Linked DNA regions of Mus musculus: region 1 is linked to region 2. Evidence: chromatin contacts called from public HiChIP or PLAC-seq data. All regions are on one chromosome and are shown on one strand. The core of a region is the stretch at or near the end of the contact, and the rest is flanking DNA. Distances in the headings are between cores, read along the strand shown. Region 1 holds the start of 4930429H19Rik (RIKEN cDNA 4930429H19 gene). Region 2 overlaps Gm30075 (predicted gene, 30075).

Evidence for each region. HiChIP or PLAC-seq counts read pairs in DNA pulled down with a chosen protein or histone mark.
Region 1: a contact with region 2 is called in an H3K4me3 HiChIP or PLAC-seq map of the SCID.adh cell line, with 11 read pairs. The contact joins the promoter of 4930429H19Rik here to the enhancer-like site in region 2. A contact is called at or near these places in 1 of 39 promoter capture datasets (hippocampal neurons), 2 of 484 Hi-C or Micro-C datasets (embryonic stem cells and uterus) and 3 of 115 datasets of contacts at active chromatin or transcription factors (the SCID.adh cell line, embryonic stem cells and neural progenitor cells).

The regions. Positions count from the first base shown.
Region 1 is chr7:73,306,612-73,312,505 of GRCm38.p6, reverse strand. 4930429H19Rik (RIKEN cDNA 4930429H19 gene) reads right to left here and starts at 2,126. Exons shown (of 3, transcript NR_105062.1): 1 at 651-2,126.
Region 2 is chr7:73,219,593-73,225,320 of GRCm38.p6, reverse strand. Gm30075 (predicted gene, 30075) reads left to right here. Exons shown (of 5, transcript NR_166609.1): 3 at 989-1,117. Among named protein-coding and RNA genes, the nearest start is that of Gm30075, 16 kb to the left of the region's middle. Within about 2 kb of position 2,575, at least 55 of the 459 cell types and tissues checked have an H3K27ac peak or open chromatin away from gene starts, as enhancers often do. A contact at or near this core is called in the SCID.adh cell line, embryonic stem cells and neural progenitor cells, where this site is marked.

The DNA of each region.
Region 1 (5,894 bases), core at 877-3,376, 88 kb before region 2:
TCTGGTGTTTTTGGTTCACTCTTTTCACTCTGCCCTATAAAACACACAGGCCACTGGGAAGGGGTTATTAGAAAGGATATAGGAATGTTCCCCAAGAAGAGATTGCCAAGCCCAGAAAGATGAACATACGTGTCCACGTACCCCAGAGGCCTCAGATAACCTCTATCACAAGCCAGAGCTCAGGACAAGACGACTGACGACCTACCCAGACCCTCTCTTAAGACTGAGCTTATTATAAACTAGGGCCCAGGAAAGTGCTTGGGAACGGAATGAGGTTGGCTCAGTGATGTCACATGGGGACAGCTGGGAGCCACACCTTTGCTTAAAGAAAGAAAGTTTATTTTCTTTATGTTCAGGGTTTGGGATAGCGATCAATTGATCAAGCTTGCCTAGCGTGAATGAAGCCTGGGGTTAAATTCCCAGTTACACATAAGCCAGGCATGGTGGCACATACCTGTAACCCCAGCAGTTAGGAGGCAGAGGCGAGGGTCAGAAGGGCAGCATCATGCCCAGCTATGCAAAACGATTGAGTTCAGTCTGAGACCCACAACTTTCATAAAAGTAAAAGTAAAGATGTTTATGTGAACCAGAGAATAAACAAACTCCCCATGTTTATAGAGTCCGTCACCATTTACAAATCGACTTTTCACCTTTGTGTAGATTAATGCCCAGTTTGCAGATGCGATGCAGATGCGAGATGGAGGGGTGAGAGACGGCATGGATTGCTGGTCATGGCTTCGGACTTGAGCTTGGGTCCCAACTCAGCTCTCATATCCCCACTGTCCGATACTTCCCCAAACCTCCACAGAACACAGTTTCTGCAAAATTGCTTCACGGTTCGGTTCTTCAGAACCTTTTGTGTAAGAGTGAAAGGAGCTCTCAGTTAACATTCTCAAAATGGGTTACTCAAAAGTGTTACATGCATGTGTGAAATTCGTCACAATAAAAACCATTATTTTATACAATTAGTATGTACTGGAAAAAAAAAGAGAGAGATCTCACTACAGATAAATTGTCACTCAGCCCTTGACTCAAAATTCTTGGAACTCCAGTTTGTTGAGTAGGAGATGCACCTTGGTTCCCAGTTTGTTTTTCAAACCTCGTTGAAATGTTATGTAGCTGGGACAGGGAGAGGAAGGCTTTGGTGAGAGAGATCTGTATTTTAGTGTTCTCTCTTGCTTTTTTCATCAGAGAGTCAGCAAGACGTCAGGTTTTCAGAGTGAACCGGAGAAGGGGAGAACGTGGAAAGGCCCTGTGGGAGGCGAGAAGTGGAAAGATCGGGAGGAGGAGACACAGCACTTCCCCAGCCCTGAAGGTGGCCTGGGCTCCATTTGCTGAGGACTGAGGAGTTAAAAATCACACCTAGGTTCTATTTGACTTGGGCTGAAGGGTTTGCAGCATGTAATGGTGACTCTGAAAGTCCTCTAGGGAGAAATGTCTCTGAAAGGTAGAGACACATTGTCACTGACTGGTCTGGTCCTGCTAAAGGGCAACCAAACTGGGGAAAGCATCTGAAAGAGCAAGCTTACATAGCCCCTCCCACTTCCAAGAGCACTATGGCAACCATGGCTTCCACAGTCGCTCCCACCAACAGTCGCTCTGTTTTCACCACCAAAGCCTTCGCCCACACCACCTCTAACACTACCATTACTTCTGCCATAGTTACCATCTCCACCGTCACCACTGTTACCACCTCCGGCTAACACCACCACCGCCACCTTAGCTATTGTCATTATTGCCTCTGCTACCACCACCACGGACTACCACGAACACCAGCACGGATCACAGGGTTACCCTGCAGCCGCCACCATGGCCTCCATCACCGCTGTCGTCATCACTACTCCTGCTGTCTCCACCTCTACCAGCATCACCATCATCTCTGTACCATCTACGCGGCCACTACTGTTATCGCCACCATCACATCTTGACGGAATCATCACCACCGTCGCCATCTTTCCTCCACTAGCAGCATTATCACTATTACCGTTATCGCTACCACTCCCGTTTTCTCATTAGCATTTCCTAGGCACTGTTGTACAAAGCAGGGAACAGTCTCAGGCTAAATGATTTGTTCAATCCCATACAGCAACAAGTTAGAAAGTCAAAATGTCATCCCGGGTCTGTATGAGGGAAGTGGTTCAGAATGTTGCATTGTCGGGCGTGGGATACGCGCTGCGTCTTGGTTTACTCGTAGGCAGGCACCTCTCTGTTTGGGCATGAGAGGCTCCTTGTGGGCCGTGACCAGGACCGACAATCTGTTTCCCTTTCTTTTTCGGTCTTTCTTTCACACAATCTGGATCATATGTCTTTTCTGGTCAGAACAAATAAAAATGTTTTATGTCTCCCCTCCTTTTTTTCTGGGTTTTGGATGTAAGTGTTTGCACACAGTTCTGGAAGCAGATGGAGCCTGACAGAAACCCATGTGAGAATTCAAACTCAGAAGCTCTGTGACAGGGCACTCACATTCATAGGCATCTCTGGGAATTCCAAAGACGGAGAGACATCTAGGTAAAGGGAGAAAAGGGGACAGAGATACAGACACATACTGAACGCGAACCTTTGTGTTTTGGAGATATGCTAGGACGCCCTGGCTTTTCAGTGACTGCTTATTTTCCAATCGATGGAAAGTCAAAGCCATTGGATGCTGCCTTCTCCCTGATGTTATCAGGACACACTTGCTCACACTTCCTACCAGCCTGGCTTCTCTTCAGATGAGGAGGACATAACTCTTCCTTGCAGAGTCCATAGCTCCACGCCAGAGTCAGGTATGGCTACAGGAAATAATAACACACTGTCTGATGCCCTAGGTAAACTGTGGCTACATCTTGGCTTGGCATGCCTCCAGACTGTTGTTTCAAAAGGCAATTCCCCTGCACCAAACAAGCTCAAAGCTCTCTGCTGGAATTACCGATGGTTAAATTGAGTTGTAGCTAGATTAGGGTTCCCACCCATAACAAATCACCTGGGAAGCAAGTTTGCAGTAGTGTGTTTGGCCTACGAGGAACTGCTGGGCCTGGCTGCATTGTATTCTGGATGTGTATGACCTGGAATCTGTGAGAACTAGGCATGATGACTTTCATATCAATCCGTATTCCAGGAGGACTGCTGGAAGCATTTATGGTTTTCCATAAGAGTTGCCTCTTACCTCCTGTTTGCTTCTTTGCCCTGTCTAGCTCTTGGGCAACTTGGTGCCATCGGAAAGGTTGGTAGAACTGAGTGAATGAGGGCCCGGGCCTGCTTTTATCACCATCTCCATCTCTGTGTCTTTCCCCGGAGCCTTGGTGGAAAGTGGGGACACTGGGAGCCCTCGTGCTTAGCTTTCAGGGGTGGTTGACAGAAGGAGGGACTAATAGTCACAGAAGTCCCTCTCATGGAATAACATGCTATTCATAGCCCAAGACTCTGCTGCTGTGGTCATGATTGATGGTTGCTTTTAAGAGGCTGGTGTGAGGGAGGATGGGGGTCGGGGTGAAAGGAAGCAACTGTTTGAGGTGTGGAACGCAGATGTGACCCCCACCTCGCTCATCTGTCAGACACAAAATGTCCCCCTCCTACTGACCTAGCCGGGAGTTAACTCTGTTTTCCTCAAGAGTAAGACCAGATGAGGTGCTGCTGACTGTGTGTCAAATCTCTCACACAGCAGGTTTCCAAAGTCGAGAATCTAATTTTTATTTTTCCCTTAAAAATGTCTATATCGTCATTTCTCCTTAAAAATAAAAATGAATCTGGAAGCACAGTGATTCGCTGCCCTTTCCTGGTCAGCTGTCTTAGGTCTAGGGTGGTTCTGGGAGTGGGAGGGGTGAGCACAAGAGACCAGCGTTGCTTGTGATCTTCCTTGTGGTGAGAGAGGACTTGCTGCCTCACATCCTGTGTCATAGAATTGGAAGACCCTGGTATCATGGGTGGCTCACCAGGTCTAGTCCTCGTCCCAGGTGCCACTGGTTTACCCCCACACGAGGGAGGGACCGTTGCTCTGCCCTCTCTACCCTCATGTGGCATATCCTACTACCTAATCCCCATCCCCCATCCCAGAGGAGAATAGCCATGACCATTGAGTGTGGGATTTGAACCCGGGTCTTTAGAGTTCAGAATCACCGCATTGTGTTGCTGTCCTAGGCTTGGTGAAGCAGGAGCCCTTAGGCAGCAGAGACAGTTAACATGGCAGGGCAGGGAGGGAAAGCGCCTTTCCCTCTGACCTCTCTCCTAAGCCCAGCAGAGCAGGCACACCACAGGCATCTGACTTTGATTGGAGCCGGCAAGGCCAGCGGAGACAGGAAACATACCTGTGGTCCAGAGCCTCCCTTCATCCCTGAGAAATGCCATTTACAGATGGAGAAGAGGACAAAATATGAGAAGACAGGAAGCTTCAAATTCAACAGATGCACAGTAGCATCCTGGGAGGTAGGGTCACAGCCCACTGAGAGCAAACAGCCCGAGCCGCAGGTTGGAGCGTAAACACAGAGGCACTGAAGTCTGGTTTTCTTAGAGGGACCACAGGGGCTGGGCTGGGGGAGAGAGAGGTTTGCTTGGTGTGCAGTGGCCCATGCGGGAGCCCTCCCTGTCTGGGAGAACAGGCTTCTGAGCTGAAAAGAAAACAAGAGTATGTCTTTCAGAACTGGCCTGGGGGCATCATTGCCTTCTGGCTTGGCCTCCCACTGGGGCAAACCAAAGCCCTAGGGACAGGGACAGCGGTGACTTGCCACAGCTTCAAGGAAGAACATGCTGTCTTCCAGTGGCCCACGGAAGATTCAAGGAATCCTGTGGATAAATTCAGGGGGTTGGAGACCTAAGCAAGCCACCTCTTTTTTCTTTGCTTTCTGTAGTTAAAATTAATGTTATTGAGATGTGCGGAGGCTGTGATAGAGGCTTCCTGGGGCTCTGTCCAGGGTGGGAACTGGCTAAGTGACTCCCGGGGCAGAAGAAATTAAACAGAGGGTTTTAGTGTAATCCCCCACCCAAGTGTGACTCGAGTCTTGTTGAAGAGATTAGGAGGGGTGGACACTCACAGGGCAAAGCCAGCCATTTGAATGCATAGGGGAGAAGCCTTTGAGAGATCAGCCAATATCTTGATCTTGGTCTCCTAGCCTTCAGAATTATAAGAACAATACATATCTTTTGTTCAAGCTATGTAACAAACTAAGATAATAGTACAGTCGTGACTCTGGAACCACCTAGACAGAGAGGCTGACCAGTGCCTGGGGCTGTGACTATGGGGGAGGGGGAGGGGCTCCAGAGTTTGTTGCACAAAGATAGGGAAGGTAAATAGTCAACTGGGACAGTAAAGGAAGGTCTCATAGAGGTGGGGCTGACTCAGTTTTCAGTTACTGATCTGTGAAATGGGAAAGGCAGTGGTGGTTTCTCTCTCCATAGTTAGACATTAAGAGCAGAACAAAGGAATTCACTTAGAACATAAGGCAAACCCATCTGGCTCTCCCATGTGCTCCACTGCATACCAGCAGAGCCACTCATGAAAACCAAAAGTCCTCATAGAAGCAGTGGAAGCTTCCATACAAGTGCTGATGCGCTGGGCCAGATCTTCAGTGCCCTGCTAGACTGCTGCAGGCGAGCCTCTCGTCACGTGATGGCTGGGAATGGCTGATTGTGGCCTTGGTACTATTTGTCACCAGAGGGCTAGCTCCTTTCTTCATTCCACAGTCACTTATTTGTGTCTCTGTCTGTGAGCTGGAGATGGGGCAGGCAGTGGAGCATCCGAACATACCCAGCTTCTACTGAGCATGGTGTTTAATTTCCTCTGGTTTTTTTTTTTTTTTTTTTTTTTTTTTTTTACACACGATTTTGTTTGCCTGCTCCTGTGTAAGTCCCCCAGCAGGGCCAGTGTCTTTTCTAACAGTCCTCGTGATGCAGTTGTCTGGATAGCATTGCTCAGGGTATGC
Region 2 (5,728 bases), core at 1,326-3,825:
TAAGCGGGTCTGAACTCAGAAACAAACCCAAACATCTCCCCACCCCCACCCCCACCCCCGCACCTGCTTTTTTTTCTCTTAATACTGGCCAAAATACTAAGCATGCTTTCCTCGGCACTCTGCATAGCTGTACCCTTTTCAGAAGTCGTCCCCCCCACCCCACTGCACAGCTACTCACAGACCTCAATTGCTGAACAGGCCGGTTTCTCCAGCCTTAACTCAAAGGCGTGGCCCCCCCCTCCCCCCCCCCCCCCCGTCTCCCTTCTTCTGACAGCTGCTAAGATTTATGGCTTGTCTGTGTTTTTGTTTTTCTCTTAAAGTTTAGTAATATTGCCCTGGTGCTTGCTTCTAAGTCTATTTCTAAACCCTCGTATTGATACACAGACGTATGAAGGGAAACCCCAGTTTCCCTGGTAGCATTTTCCCTTAAATTCCAACCCTACCCACTTCCTGCCCATTGGAGCAAGGAGGTAGATGTACGTAATTAGTATAACGGAAGTTATATGTTGTTACACTGAGGGTCACCACACAAGGTTCACACTTTAAATTCTTAACTATAGTCCTAAACCTGTCTCTCCAAGGCTGCTCACCTGTGCAACATAACTTAGCTGAAGGTCTGGTCCAGTCTCTAACAGAAGTCTCTGATCCAAGGGTCAGGATCCTGGGAGAAACTCTCGAGCTGCAGGGAAGATCAAAGTGGAGTCTCTCCAGATGTGGAGAGCTAAGCATTTCTTTGATAAACTTAGAAGAGTCTCTCTGTCTTTTATTTACTTCTAAGAGGTTCAGTGGGTGTCATGGGGTTCTAGGACCGTGTCTGGTTATTTGGAATGAGTGATCGAGTGATGTCACTGAGTTCTGGTTATCATATGCAGCCTTGGGTGTAGTGGGATTCCTGACTAAGCTATTCTTATGTGTCTAAAAGCCTTTTTTACCCTATGCTCATTACACTGCTCCAGCCTGAGTGGTATTCATCCCTTGTCTTCTTCAGAGCACCCTTCATCTGGGTCCCCAGCAATCTGTCCTGTTCTACTGTGGGTGGAGAATAGCACCGTGCTGGGTGGCTGTGTGACACATGGAGCCACATGGCTAGGTCTTGCACAACAGAAGAGGAAGCAGGGTAAGGAGATAAGATGCTCTTTATACCATAGAAAAGGGACTCGGGTTCTAGGCCTGTGGCGTGGTTAGCTCAACTTGACAGCCTAGAATCAAATGGGAAGAGAGTCTTAATGAGGGACCGTCTAGATCAGGTTGTGGGCTTGTCTGTGGGAGATTGTATTGATTACATTAATTGATGTAATTGATTAATTGTTGTAATCATGAGCTAGGGAAGACCTGGCTCATGGTGGGGGGCACTGATCCTGGACAATTTAACAGAGAGAGTGATCTGAGTGTGGACAAGCACGCATATGTGTATCTCTCTCTGCCCTGGGCTATGCATATGAAGTGACTGGCTGTTTTAAGTTCCCCCTGCCCAGACATAACACTCTGCTATGGTGGACTGTATATATCCTGGGATTGTGAGGTAAAAAAATACTTTCCCCCTTAAGCTGCCTTTTGTTAGGGTATTTTATCACAACAGAAATGAAATTAGAACAGCCTACATCAGAATTCTAATAATCTATAGAATAGTATTCACTCACTATTATCTCCTTTCTGTCTGTCTGTCTGTCTGTCTCCCCATACACCCCACACCTGCACAGGGTTTCTCTGTGTAGCCCTGGCTGTCATGGGACTCACAGAAGTCTGCCTGTCTCTAACTCCTGAGTTCTGGGATTAAAGGCATCCTTTCTTAAGAGTTGGTCCCAGTGGACTTCACCTGGGATCTTAGCTTCCCACTACATCTTCCTGGACCTCTATTTTCTCATCTGCAAATTGGGTTGTACTGGTGAATCTAGAGGCAAACTGAGGAGGAAATCCACAGGGTGGTTCCCTGAGAGCTGTCATTCCACAGGGGAGGACTAGGTGTCAGGACTGGGTGGAGAGAGAAGCTTTGCTCTGCCCACCCTAAGCTGAGGGGTCAGCCTCCAGTACCCTGGTTCAGTACTACTCTGGGCTTCTTCCCAACGCTCTTTCTTAGGTTTGAGACTGCATGGTTTTGTTTTCCAAATCTGAGTTCCTTTCATTCTTCCTCTCCAATGGGATTAAAAGGAATCACTTCCAGGGCCTTCCCAAGGAAGACAAAGCTCAAGGTTTGGTCCGGGAGGTTCAGTTCTTTTAGAAACATTTTTTCTTTTCTGTCTGCCTCCACCCATTCCTGCCCAAGTGCACATTGTTCTTAAATGTCACAAGTGTGTGTGTGTGTGTGTGTGTGTGTGTGTGTGTGTGTGAGAGAGAGAGAGAGAGAGAGAGAGAGAGAGAGAGAGAGAGAGAGAGGGAGAGAGAGAGATCCCTTTTGCTTCTGAATGCCACAGTCTGCTGAAGGGAAACAGCAAGAACAAATAGCTGAATTAAAGGCATGCTGATTTTTTTTCTTTTTTTGTCTTCCTGGCTTTATTTAGGTTTCCAGTCTGGGCCTCTCTTCACACTCTGGTCTCCCTCCAGTCTCCCTCCCCAGGCTGGCATTGAAATGTCAAATACAGCAGTTTGCAGCTGAAAGGGGGTCCCTGGTGGGAACAGAATGCCCTTCTAACCCGTGGGCCTGGGCTGTTCCTTCCATGCGCCTCTCTTTGCTTTTCTCTTTCTTGTGGGCTGCCTTTCACCCACAGAGGTTGTTTGAGGTGGAGGATGGGGAGCAGGAGAAAGGCTTTGCACCTGGGAGCGAGAAGGAGGTGGTCCTCACACCCTTGGCTTCTCCTTTCTTAGTTTCTCCAGCCTCCAGCAGAAACTGAGAGAGATGATTCCCTGGGGTCTTTGTACTCTCTCTCTCCCAACCCCAGAAACTCTGGATATCCAGAATGGCCTCAGTGTTTAGCCAGTCCCTGCCCCGACAGGGCTTCTCTGTGCAGGCTGGTGTCAGTTAGGAGGAAGTAGAAGGACCCTGGGTTATTAGGAATATGTAAGGTAGTGGGATATTTTGCAATACCCAGAGTTGCTAAGGGGGTGGAAAACAGATGTCTTCTTAAGTTTCTGGCTCTTTGATTAGATAGATTGACACCCTTAGAAAAAGTGCAAGTGTCCCTAGCTAGGTGGCACATGCCTTTAATTCCAGCGCTAGAGCAAGCGGTATAGAAGCAAGTGGATCTTTGGGTTTAAAGCCAGGCTGATCTGTCTACATAACGAGTTCCAAGACAGCCAAAGCTGTGTAGAGACACCCTGTCTCAGGGGGGAAAAGAAAAAGAAAAAAAAACCCAAAACCAAAATGACCCCCAACATGGAAATATCCAACTCAGCAATCCTGCTTATATAGCTATTTCTTCCTAAGAAAATAATTGCTCAAGTGTGTGAAGAGTTCTGCCCAAGGCTGTTTGTCCCAGTTGATGTTTGCAATATGGCTTGATTACAAGTATCCCAGTTCTCAGTGGAGAATTTAAACAGTATGATGGTGTAATGTCGGGTGAAGTAGTATGTAGTCATTGAAAACTGTAATGTAAAGCTGGAGAAGGGTCAGTGGTTAAGAGTATTGGCTGTTCTACCACAGGACTTGAGTACAATCCCACAACCCGTGTGGTGACTCACAACCATTTATAACGGTCATTCCAGGGATCTGCTCTCCTTTTCTGGCCTTCGCAGGCACCAGCATGGGGCTGCTGTACAGACATAGATGCAGGCAAAATATCTGTGTTTCAACTGGGGCAAATAGCCCTGGGCAGAACTCTGCACACACTTGAATATTTTCTTAGGAAGAAATATCTGTACAAGTAGGATTGCTGTGTTGGGCATTCCACTTTTGTGTGTGTGTGTGTGTGTGTGTGTGTGTGTGTGTGTGTGTGTGTGTGTGTTGGTTTTTGTACATGTAACACAAAAAGTATTCTAAAAAGAAAAGGGTAATGCGGCATTGTATCTGTGAATGGGGGAAGATATGCATGCAATAGCTAGGGAAACACCAGCTTATATAAGAAACCTTTCTTAAAATAGAAATTATATTTGAATAAAAAATGTCCATTGTGAGTCTGGGTGGTAGAATTCTGATTAATGGTGACTGACTGTAGGCTCCGATGCCAACAACCAGCCTTTGAGGCTTGGTAGTCTACAGACTGGTTTCTCACAACCAAAGAGAGAGAAAGTGGGAAAAGTCATGTCTCTTTGTGCTTCGTCTTCAGCTGGGGAGAGTATGTGGAGGGTTGGTTGGGTCTGCCAGTCAGGTCCCTCAGCCACCTCCATCATGTTCCAGTGTCCAGCATTCACCTTCACAGAACTGCATGTGTACCTGTTGGTCAAGTTCTCCTTCCTGGGGAAATGCTCCCTATGGACCACGGGATGGAATTATTAATCAAAGAAACTCTCCTAATCTCTTGCAAGACTCTTTGAAGCCATGACCAGGGCTCAGGATGAGTAAATATCTCCAACAGTCTCGAGAAGGTCTTCCAATGGCTGCCCTGATACTTAATGAGTACAGAACCAGCTCAATATGGGGTGACAGAGCTGGAGAGAAAGAGAGAGGGGCGACTGTTTCCTTGGCAAAGGACAGCTTTGGGGAAATAAAAGCCAACTGTGTAGCAAGACATAGGATGTGGCTATAACCCCTTATTTGTTAGCAGAGGCTATGCTATAACAGCTAGAAGGACCTTTGTGCTTCTGTGACTGGCCAGAAAACTACGCTATTTCCTGGGAACCAGAAACACTTTTTCCAAGTCTGAGATGTGGTTTGGAAGTTTGTTTCTAGTTTGTTTGTTTTTGTTGTTCTTTTTATCCCTTATATTTCTTAGGTTTTTACAATATTTCATGGTTCAGGGAAGTACAGATTTGGAGAGCCCAGATTACAAAATATATAAACGTGTGTAACCCTACATAAACTTATTAATAATAAGCTTGTACATGGATTTGTATAAAAATACATTAACTTTATAGCACATCAACTTTTACATAGATTTGCCTGGTCTTATGTTTCATCTTAAAAATGGGCACTGTTATACCAACCTCAAAGGGCTCCCTTTGACATGGTCATGAGCCACCCTTTCAGCTCTTGACATCTCTTTTCAATGTGACAACAGAAATAGATGCTCACCTTCTTTGCTCCAACAGCTTCACCCCTCTGCCTTTGTACTGGCTTGGGTGCTTCCTCTGTCTGATACAAAGTTTCCCCGCTGGTACCCTTTCTAGTGCAGTCTGTTGGTGCTTCTCCAAGGCATGGGGTATGCTCCTGCTTACGTCTCTTTATCATATTCTTCCTGTTTAGGTGAAAGCCTCCCTCCTTCTTCCCCATTCCCTCCCTCCCTTTACCCCTCCTTTCTTCTCTCTCTCCTCCCCTCTGTCCCTCCCTCCCTTTACCCCTCCTTTCTTCTCTCTCTCCTCCCCTCTGTCCCTCCCTCCCTTTACCCCTCCTTTCTTCTCTCTCTCCTCCCCTCTGTCCCTCCCTTCCTTTACCCCTCCTTTCTTCTCTCTCTCCTCCCCTCTGTCCCTCCCTCCCTTTACCCCTCCTTTCTTCTCTCTCTCCTCCCCTCTGTCCCTCCCTCCCTTTACCCCTCCTTCCTTCTCTCTCTCCTCCCCTCTGTCCTTCCCTCTCTCCCTCTCTCCCTCTTTCCCTCCCTCTTCTCTAGAGCTCTGAGCTTCCTAGACTCACTAAACTCAGCTTCCTGATGGCATGGGAACTACATAGCAGGGTGGCCATTGGTATTCTTTTCATGTTTCT